2 separate regions of the Rattus norvegicus genome follow, and region 2 is linked to region 1. A link is a contact called in public Hi-C data. All regions are on one chromosome and are shown on one strand. Each heading gives the region's core, a stretch centred on a gene start, on an enhancer-like site or on the middle of the called end of the contact. The rest is flanking DNA. Distances are from core to core; before and after follow the strand shown.

What was found. Hi-C and Micro-C count contacts between places; a contact is called where the count stands out from the background.
Region 2: a contact with region 1 is called in a Hi-C map of liver, with 2.2 times the contacts expected there. The contact joins the promoter of Sepsecs here to the promoter of Anapc4 in region 1. A contact is called at or near these places in 3 of 12 Hi-C or Micro-C datasets (hepatocytes, kidney and liver).

What each region holds. Positions count from the first base shown.
Region 1 is chr14:62,368,354-62,372,979 of GRCr8, reverse strand. It overlaps Anapc4 (anaphase promoting complex subunit 4), which reads left to right and starts at 2,408. Exons shown (of 28, transcript NM_001107220.1): 1 at 2,408-2,718; 2 at 4,140-4,245. The coding sequence starts at 2,590.
Region 2 is chr14:62,521,997-62,526,622 of GRCr8, reverse strand. Sepsecs (Sep (O-phosphoserine) tRNA:Sec (selenocysteine) tRNA synthase) reads right to left here and starts at 2,284. Exons shown (of 11, transcript NM_001128287.2): 1 at 2,166-2,284; 2 at 1,471-1,625. The coding sequence starts at 2,279.

The sequences.
Region 1 (4,626 bases), core at 1,159-3,658:
CATCGACAAAGGAATTCTTTTCAAAAAAGCCCAGTAGAGTTTGTTCTCTGGTTAAGTCTCACGAAGAACAAGTGTAGCAAGCTTTAAAAGGAAAAATATAAAATATATGGTTCAAGTATTAAAGGGGTGTAGGATGATGTCACAGGTGAGGCAGGCACAAGATAGAAGGAGGCCTGTCATTGGACAAGAAGGAAGGATGGGCGGGAGAGAAGTTTGAAGGAAGAGGAGGAGACTAGAACAGAAAGGTAGAGACAGGAGAGAGGGAGAGAGAGAAGCTGTGGCAGGATGATGGAGGCTGACGTAAAGATTCTGCTCTGTGTATTTACAGTTGTTATTAATGTTCCTAAGGGATGGTTGGTACCGGGCTTTGTATGTTTAAGTGGGCAATTATATCTTATCAATTGAGTCAAATGTTATTGTGTTGTGTGTTCTTTTATGTGACAGTTTGAGGTAGGAAAGTGTGCAGCGGCAGGAGACAATGGGCCTCCACGGAGTTGGGATGTGATTCCGCCAAGATATCTAGCAGATTTCTTGGGGCACCGCGGTGCGGACCTAGTGGGGTAAAATACAACTATACTTTTTTTATTTTTATATTTTTACAACAACAAAGGGGCACCAGGAAGTGAACTGGAGCTGAATCCTATGTTCTAGGAGATAACAGATTAAGGGATTTGGGGGTAAGATCCCATACAGCTAAGTTTAGATCCAGGCATTGTGGTACACACCTTTAATTCTAGCGTTATAGAAGACAGAGCCATGCAGATCTCATGAGTTCAGAGGTTTAGTCTGTCAAGATGGGAACATGGCAGCATCCAGGCAGGCATGGTACAGGAGTTGCTGATAGTTCTACATCTTCATCTGAAGGCTGCTAGCAGCATTCTGACTTCCAGGCAGCTAGGATGAGGGTCTTAAGCCCACTCCCATAGTGACACCTCCAACAAGGCCACACCTCCAAATAGTCCACCCCCTGGGCAAAGCATATTCAAACCATGACAGGGGGAGACAGTTTTAAAAAACAGTACTGTCTCTTTTTTTCCTCCACCATCATGCACTCTACACCTGATTCGGCTTCTTGCCATGTTGTCTAACAAGACTTTCAGAATCAAGCGATTCTTGGCCAAGAAACAAAAGCAAAATTGTTCTGTTCCTCAGTGGATTCCGATGAAAAGTGGTAACAAAATCAGATATAACTCTAAGAGAAGCCACTGGAGGAGAATGGAGCTGGGTTCATAAGCATTCACACAATGGCAAGACTGAGGGTTTATACTGAACTGAGATCATCGATCAGTCCTACCAGATGGATTTCAACAATTTTAACCTGGAGACTTGCTTGCATCTAAATTAGGGTGTTTGTTCAGTAATAACATTTAGAACCTTTCAAAAAAAAAAAAACTACTACACATGACAAAATGTAGACTTTGCTAAGAAGGATGAGAACTCTCCCATCTTGCAGGATGGTCTTTGTACTTAAAACTGTCCCCCAGAGAAGTTGTGATCAACATATTGATTATTGAAGTTGCCTGGCAGTCAGTTTCTGTCCAAATTTTCTCACAAAATTGAATGTTTAGATAGCCATAGAATAAATCCTGCTTCCTCTTAACTGTGGTGAGTTTGTTACAAGTTAAGTGATTATTTAAATAGGATGAGAAGTCAAACTATTTGTCCCGTGTCCGGGAGGGTACAAACACTTTAACATATTTTTCTGTAAACAGTGTTTTGTTTTGTTTTTAAATGTTAATTTCTGTCCAATGTTAATTCTCTTTTAGTTTGCTAAACTTCTGCCTGATAGAGAGGGCTTTTTGTTGTTTTAAATTCTACTGTGCAGCCAGCGCTGAAAACTACTATGAGTGTCCCAAAGGAGGTGTGTGGATCGGGAGTTTTGATTAGAGCCTAAACCTGGAACAATCAAGGGATTATCTGCATTGAAGCAAATTTCTGAACAAACGGCAAAGACCTTAAAGGGGTTCCCACTATGAGTGTCCCAAAGGAGGTGTGTGGATCGGGAGTTTTGATTAGAGCCTAAACCTGGAACAATCAAGGGATTATCTGCATAGAAGCAAATTTCTGAGCAAACGGCAAAGACCTTAAAGGGGTTCCCACTTGTCCGCGTATACACCGTTAAGGATCCTTTGGAGCTTGCTGGGTACTAGGCAACCCAGAGTAGCGGACCTTCAAGGCACTAGAGCTCGCTCCGCCCCTAGCCACGCCCAGCCACGCTCCTCTCACTTCTAGCCCCGCCCACCCCTGCTGTAGCCCAGGCCAACTTTGCCTTAGGCACTCGCTTGCCGCGTCCACATAGCTCCGCCTCATATCAAGCCCCGCCCAAGTGCGCAGCCCTGCGTTCTCCCCGCCCCACCTGCGCGCCGCCGCTTTGCCACTCACTTCCTCTCGCGAGGACAACCTAGCGTCGGCGCCGGAAGCTTCCTCTGAGCGCGGAGGGCGGAGTGAGAGGGCGGGGAAGGCAGCTGGCTAGGAGTAGGCCGAGTTTGAGAGTCTGGCAGGTACCGCTGCTGGCAGGGCTTTGCGCCAAAGCTTTGTGGCCGGGTGCTCCGACGGCCTTCACGAGAGCGTCGTTGCAGGGCCGCACCCATGCTGCGCTTTCCGACCTGTTTCCCATCCTTTCGGGTGGTGGGAGAGAAGCAACTGCCGCAAGAGATTATTTTCTTGGCCTGGTCACCCAAGCGAGACCTCATTGCTTTGGCCAACACTACAGGCGAGGTAAGTGAGCTGGTGAGAGTTTGCCTATGCTGGGACTCTCGAGCCTCAGTTTCCCCTTTCGCAGACATGTTGAATCACATATCTATCCTGTCCCTACATCTCAGCGTGGCTGTTCACTTGAAGAGAAAGTGTAAAGGACCGTGCCTGCCAAACATGGTGTATATTCCATTTCCTGTATGGCCAGAAGAACAAATTCCCTCAAAGTTCTGCACACACAGGTCTCCATGAATTGATTTGGCCAGGGATGCAACATCAGACCCCGCCCAATTGGCTTTCAGATGAGTAGAGAATGAAGATGAACTGTCAGGTCCAACTAGAAATGTGTGTGTGTGCACGCGCAGTTGCTACGGAGGATGTTTGGTTTTGAATTTTTATATTTTTGTTACATCTAGCTATTTAAAAGATCTTTAAGTTGAGAGGCTGTGCTTCACAGAATTGCAGACAGAATGTGTATGAACATCGTCAATTAGCATTTCTAACATTAGAAACGTGAACACTCAGTATCAAGTATAACCAGAACATACCCAACTTTTTGTGGGGGAAAATTATTACCTGGCAGCCATCTTGAAAGGAACCCTTCAGCTGTGCCATTTAACATCTCACCTATGTAAAACTAGGTGGTAAGGAAGTCCTAGCATCCAGGGCAGTTTCGTGTGCCAAATTGCATTATCGTGTTGTGTGTCATGATGGCTCTGTCTCTAAGATCCATGGCTGGTGACAAAGCTAAGAGCAGTCATGGTTGTTATTTTACTATGTCACAGCTACCTTTTGATATTGTTTCTGTTACTTCTTTTGTTTGTCATCTGGGACAGCCTTCTTAACCTTTTCAAAAAAGTAAGCTTAAAAGATATGAAAGGGGCTGGAGACGAGCTCAGCCATCCAGAGCACATGCTGTTCTTAGTGATGACCTGGGCTTGGTTCATAGCACCCACATGGGTACTCGCACCTGTCAGTAGCTCCAGTTCCAGGGAGAACTGATGCCCTCTTCTGGCCTCCTTGGGCACTGGCTGCACAAATGTGATATAAATATATACATGTACACACGTGTACTTTTAAAAAAAATGAAGGCCGGACAGATGACTCAGTGGTTAAGAGCACTGACTGCTCTCCCAGAGGTCCTGAGTTCAAATTCCAGCAACCATATGGTGGCTCACAACCATCTGTAATGAGATCGATGCCCTCTTCTGGTGTGTCTGAAGACACCTACAGTGTACTTAAAAAATGAAAATATGTAGAGTGCAGGTCTGAGTTGTGCCCTCTGAGTTCATCCATTTCTTTGAAAATGTCTTACATTCATTTGGACACAGTTGCTTTGTGGACAGCTAAATACTCAAAAGTGGTAATTAAAGTTTGTGTTCTGGGGGTCTAGGTTCATTTTATTTCTGCAGATGAGTTTCTGCTATTACATCTTTTCGTCTTAGGTTTTACTGCATCGCCTTGCAAGTTTTCATCGCGTCTGGAGTTTTCCACCAAATGAAAGTACAGGAAAAGAAGTGACCTGCTTGGCCTGGAGACCAGATGGCAAACGTATGATAATGCTACGAATGTGTATCTTTTATTTTCAAAAAGGATATTCTAAAAAGAATACATTTTTCTTGGCACATTTTAGAATTATGGTTTTGTTTCTGTTATATAGGTCTTACCACACAACCCCGACTGACCTAGGACTTGCTGTGTAAACCAGGCTGCACTAGAACTTACAGAGACTCACCTGCCTCTGCCTCCCCCGTGCTAGGCTTAAGAACATGTGTTACCTACCATACCTGGCCCTATATTAGAATTGTAAATACTAGTTTGAGACTTTTTCTTTTTAGAATGTTTAAAATATTTTTCGTGAAAGTCTGTTGTTGGCAAGGATAACTCTTTATCAAGCCCTGGCTTTGTGGCAGATAGGATCGCAGTCTGACA
Region 2 (4,626 bases), core at 1,035-3,534, 150 kb before region 1:
GAGTCTATAGACCATCATTCTCACAGAAAGGGTAGAAGACAGAAATAGCAGTCATATCCAAAAGCACTACCGGTTAATGATTAAATCATTTTTTGCTAGGTAGTGGTGGCACATGCCTTCAGTCCTAGCACTCAGGAGGCAGAGCAGCTGGGTCTTTAAAAAAAACAAAAAACAAAAAAAACAACACTTTTCAGAATGGGCTAAAGTTTCAAAAATAATACAAATAATGCAATCATCTAATACAATTGTTCCTCCATCTGCTGGGATTGAGATAGTGATAAGCTATGCTTTCAAGTTCATTACTCTCCAATATAACCTGTAGGTTAAAAAGGAATTATGGCTGCTCACGGTGTTGAGCGCCTTTTATCCTATGACTCAGGAGGCAGAGGCAAGTGAGCCTCTTTGTCTGAAGCCAGCATGAGCCTGGGCCAGCCACAGTTACAAAGTGAGGATGTCTTAAAAAAAAAAAAAAGAAAAAGAAAAAAAAAAAAGAAAAAAAAATCAGAACACAGCACACAACTATGACGTATGTCAACTGAAGTTAAAACAAAAAGAAAAAAGGCCACACCCATGTTGAACAAGGCTGGCTGACCTTCTATGAGGGTGGGAAGTCAGCAAGTTGCAGGTCCAGAACCAAACATCTTCCCTCTGTGTGACCTATCACTTCTGTGACTACCTTCTGGACTTGACAGAAACCCCCTAGCTTCACCTACCCAAAAGCTAAGAATGTCATCAGACAGCACCTGGGGCCCGCAACAGGGTGTCCCTGCTTTCCTGAAACATGCCTACCTCCATATTTCTACTAGTGAATTAAAAAATGTCTTGGTCTATGATTTTATTCTACGACTATTTTATAAAAAAATTTCATGAAACTGTTACCACTCCAGAACATGATATTTGGGGTCACCTGTCACTTATATGTATCTCTAGAATATTCTTATTCTTTTTGAAGTGAACGTTTTTAAGATTTGTTTATTTTATGTATGAGTACACTGTAGCTCTCCTCAGACACACCAGAAGAGGGCATCAGATACCATTGCAGATGGTTGTGAGCAACCATGTGGTTGCTGGGAACTGAACTCAAGACCTCTGGAAGAGCAGTCAGTGCTCTTAACCACTGAACCATGTCCCCAGCCCGACCAATGTTTTTTTTTTTTTTTTTTTATTAAGCTTTCAGAACAGAGTGCTAGTTTAAATATTATCAGAACATGGCACTTGTGCTGTGGACCAGCCAGCATCGGAAGGGGTTAACCACCACATATCAGAACTGCAGCTCTATTGTCACGAAAATCGCCTGCTCCAAGTGTTCCGTTTGATTTCCATACCCATTTGATGACAGAAGAAATTATATATCTCAGTGGAAACTTTATAATTTAGTAGGAATATCATCACCATTATTTTAGGTTCCTTCCACTCCCATTCCCAAAAAAAGATAAATAAATGTTTTCACAACTAGTTTAAGAACCATACCTGTAATGACGACGAGCAACCAAAGCAGAGGCCACTCTCCCTTCCCTTTCTCCCACACCACAATTACCCAAGAAATTGTTGCTATCCATGACTGCAAGCTCATGCAGAAAGAGTTCGAGTGTACTTTCATCCCAGCCATCCTCTGGACACTTGCCCTTAAAAAAAAATAGTAATGACGTTCATGTTCAGGAAAATTATCGGTCCCTAAAACTCCACATCAATGTACTTGAATTCTTTTTAACGTGTTTTAGTGACCCTTGATTCCTCACATCGGAAACAAACTCAGCAGCTATGAAGAAACTGCTAATTGGCCAAACGTTCGTATTCTGTTCGACTACAAACTAGAGAGCGCGAATGTATCTAATACGGCCATTGAAGTTTGCTGGGACTCTTAAATCTCAGTTAAGTTAGGGAAACTGAAAAGGTAATGTCCTCAGTTTAGTTTTCCAGCTAGGGGCTGGCCAACTTCGGGGACACTAAAGTTCAGGACTACTGTCAAGGAGCGAGGTCTGAGAGGTCTGGAGGAAAGCTGCCGCTGGAGTAGGTTTAGCAATAGATTTGCCGATAGCACGCGCTCCCAGAGTGGCCCAGGCAGACCAAACACTTGGACTTTGACAGTTCCGCACACACTGAGGAGCGCGCTGCCCCTCCCCTCCCTGAAGACGCAGAGCCCGAGCGCCGAAACGGCGGGATACCTGCTCTATAAGCAGCCAGATGAGGTGCTCGTGTGCGCGCCGAGCCTCACAACCCTGCCTCACGTAAGCTGGAGTCACCCGCCGCTCGCCAGCCGCGAAGCTCTCGGGGTTCATGACGGCGCCCACTAAGCGCACGCCGAGACCCAGGATGCAGCGCGTCGCCCGGACGGTACGGGGCGGCCGTGGACCCAAAACACTCTAGGTCTCCGCCTTCGGCTTCCGCGCATGCGCAGAGCATTTTTGGTCGTCTTCCACCAACCCACAAACCCTCACTCACCCCAGCACTACAACCACCTAGGAAAAAGTTCAAAACCTTGAGTATTCTTGAGAGTTGGCAAGATTAGCGGGTTTCCGGCGACAGGAAAGGAACGTTGGGTTGGGCTAGGTAAACCCTCTTATAATCAAGAACATTAGTACTTCAAGAGAGGGCAGAGAAGGCAGAAGGGCCATTGTGTGGGCTTCTCAAGAAAAGACTATATGATCTGCTCCAGTCATGTTGTTTGAGTCTTCCCGACTGTGTCAGATTCCAGAACCTTACATCCATCCCTTGATATATTTCAGCATTTCCTACTGCCTGACAACATTATGAAAGGACAAAACCTTACTCTCCTGGCAAATTTATCTCACGATAGTTACTCTTTTCATTTCAAATTGTGCAATAATCTGCAATAACTTAATCTATCAGTGTACTAGGGGAAGAGGAGGCCCATGCATGTCTTACCTGAGATCTAGAGTTTTCTGTGCTTCATTTAGATCTACAGAATTCCTTTAAGAACTTTGTACTAATACTTGTCCATGAATAGTATTTCTTTGGAATATAGCAGAAGTCTACCAAATGTAGGAATTCACCAATGCCAGAACTATGTACTTGCATGTTAGCAAGCAAGCAAACATGGCCTACAAATTCTACATGACTCTGAAATGTTTGAGGGGAGAAGGGTTCCTCATCTTTTTTTGGGCACCTCAACAAAAATGGACAAGAAGTTATGGGGCTCTGCAATGCACTCCTATTTTGCAGGTTCGTAGCCATATAGAAGTAAAGGCTCGTGTGAAAAGAGGGGAGTGTGGAAAACAACAAAGATGCTCTGAGAGATCACTGCCAACCAGCATCCGTACCCATCAATAATCCTTGCACAGACAAAGGACACAGTCCTTCAGCTAGTCAAAGACACCATTGTACAGTACTGGTGCTTAGTCCCTGCCTTTGAAAGAATGAATGGGGGAAATGGTTGGACCTTTTGATCAGCTAATCTCTGAGCCTCCCAGGACTTTTGCTTGAGGCTATCAGATATCTTCAAAAGGATGTCACATGTCTCTATGGAGCCATTCATTGCAACATAGACAAGCTAGCTACTCTCCCAAGTCAACATTTGCTGTGAAGCTTTACAAAGATCACTGAGGTTAACTGAGGATCATTGTAACCTGCCTACAGCATAGTCTAGGAAAAACCTTCAGCAGTGGGCTGAGCCATGACCTCAATGGCCATTTCATCATTTTTAGATTGATTTTTTAAAATGCCTTTTAGATAGTGTATGTCCATTTTCAGAGTGGTCTATGGTATTTCCTTGCCAAAAGATACAGCCTGTACAGTCTCTAAAAGTTCTGATTCAAAAAAAGAGTCCTAAGAGTGACCAAGCCACTTACTTCCATCAAGGAGACTAAATTCTAGTCAAACCTAAAACAGCCTCAAAAGAATAGGAGATGGAAGGACCTCTGCCCTGTCTTATCCTGTCACAGAGGTAGAAAGGAGGGAACAGAGTACATGTTCACATGCAATGTAAGCTGGGCTCTTGGGGGGAGGGAAAGGAACACTGATGGGGGGAAGGACAAGGAGGAAGGGAGGAAGGGGATGGGAGAAGGGAAGAAGGGGATAGAGGAAGGAAAGAGGAGATAGAAGAAGGGACGAAGGAGTTGGAGGAAGGGGAGGAGATGGAGGAAGGGAAAGGGAAGGAGGACTCAAAGCAAAGTATGTATGGAACCCACTACTCTGCGTACTAATGATCTATTTAACTGAAAAGAAAGCAGGTCAGAATTCTGTCAGCATGAAAAGTTAATCCAAGAAGATACTTCAAAATGAGAGTTTTAACGGGATCGTTCAGAAACAGCCAATCTTCTAAAACTATAGGCTAAACGGGTCCTTCAGAACAAACCAATGACTTCAAAGTAGACGGTTCCTTTCAGGGCATTAAACCAAGGTCCCCATTTACTTGCTTTCACTATAAAATCTGCTCCCATCCTTCTCATTTTAGGAGAGCCTGGCTTTGGCCTCTTCTCACTCTTGTGTTGGTGTAGGCCAGGTCATACGTATTCAAATGCCGTTTACTTCCCTCAGCCACAGTGGCTGCGACATGGGCGTCTATCCCTGTCCCCATCACTTAAACACCCAAGCAGTTTCAACCTCATTAAACAGAACTAGAACGAAGCTCAGCCACCAGGGCTCCCACTTGCAATTATATGAACA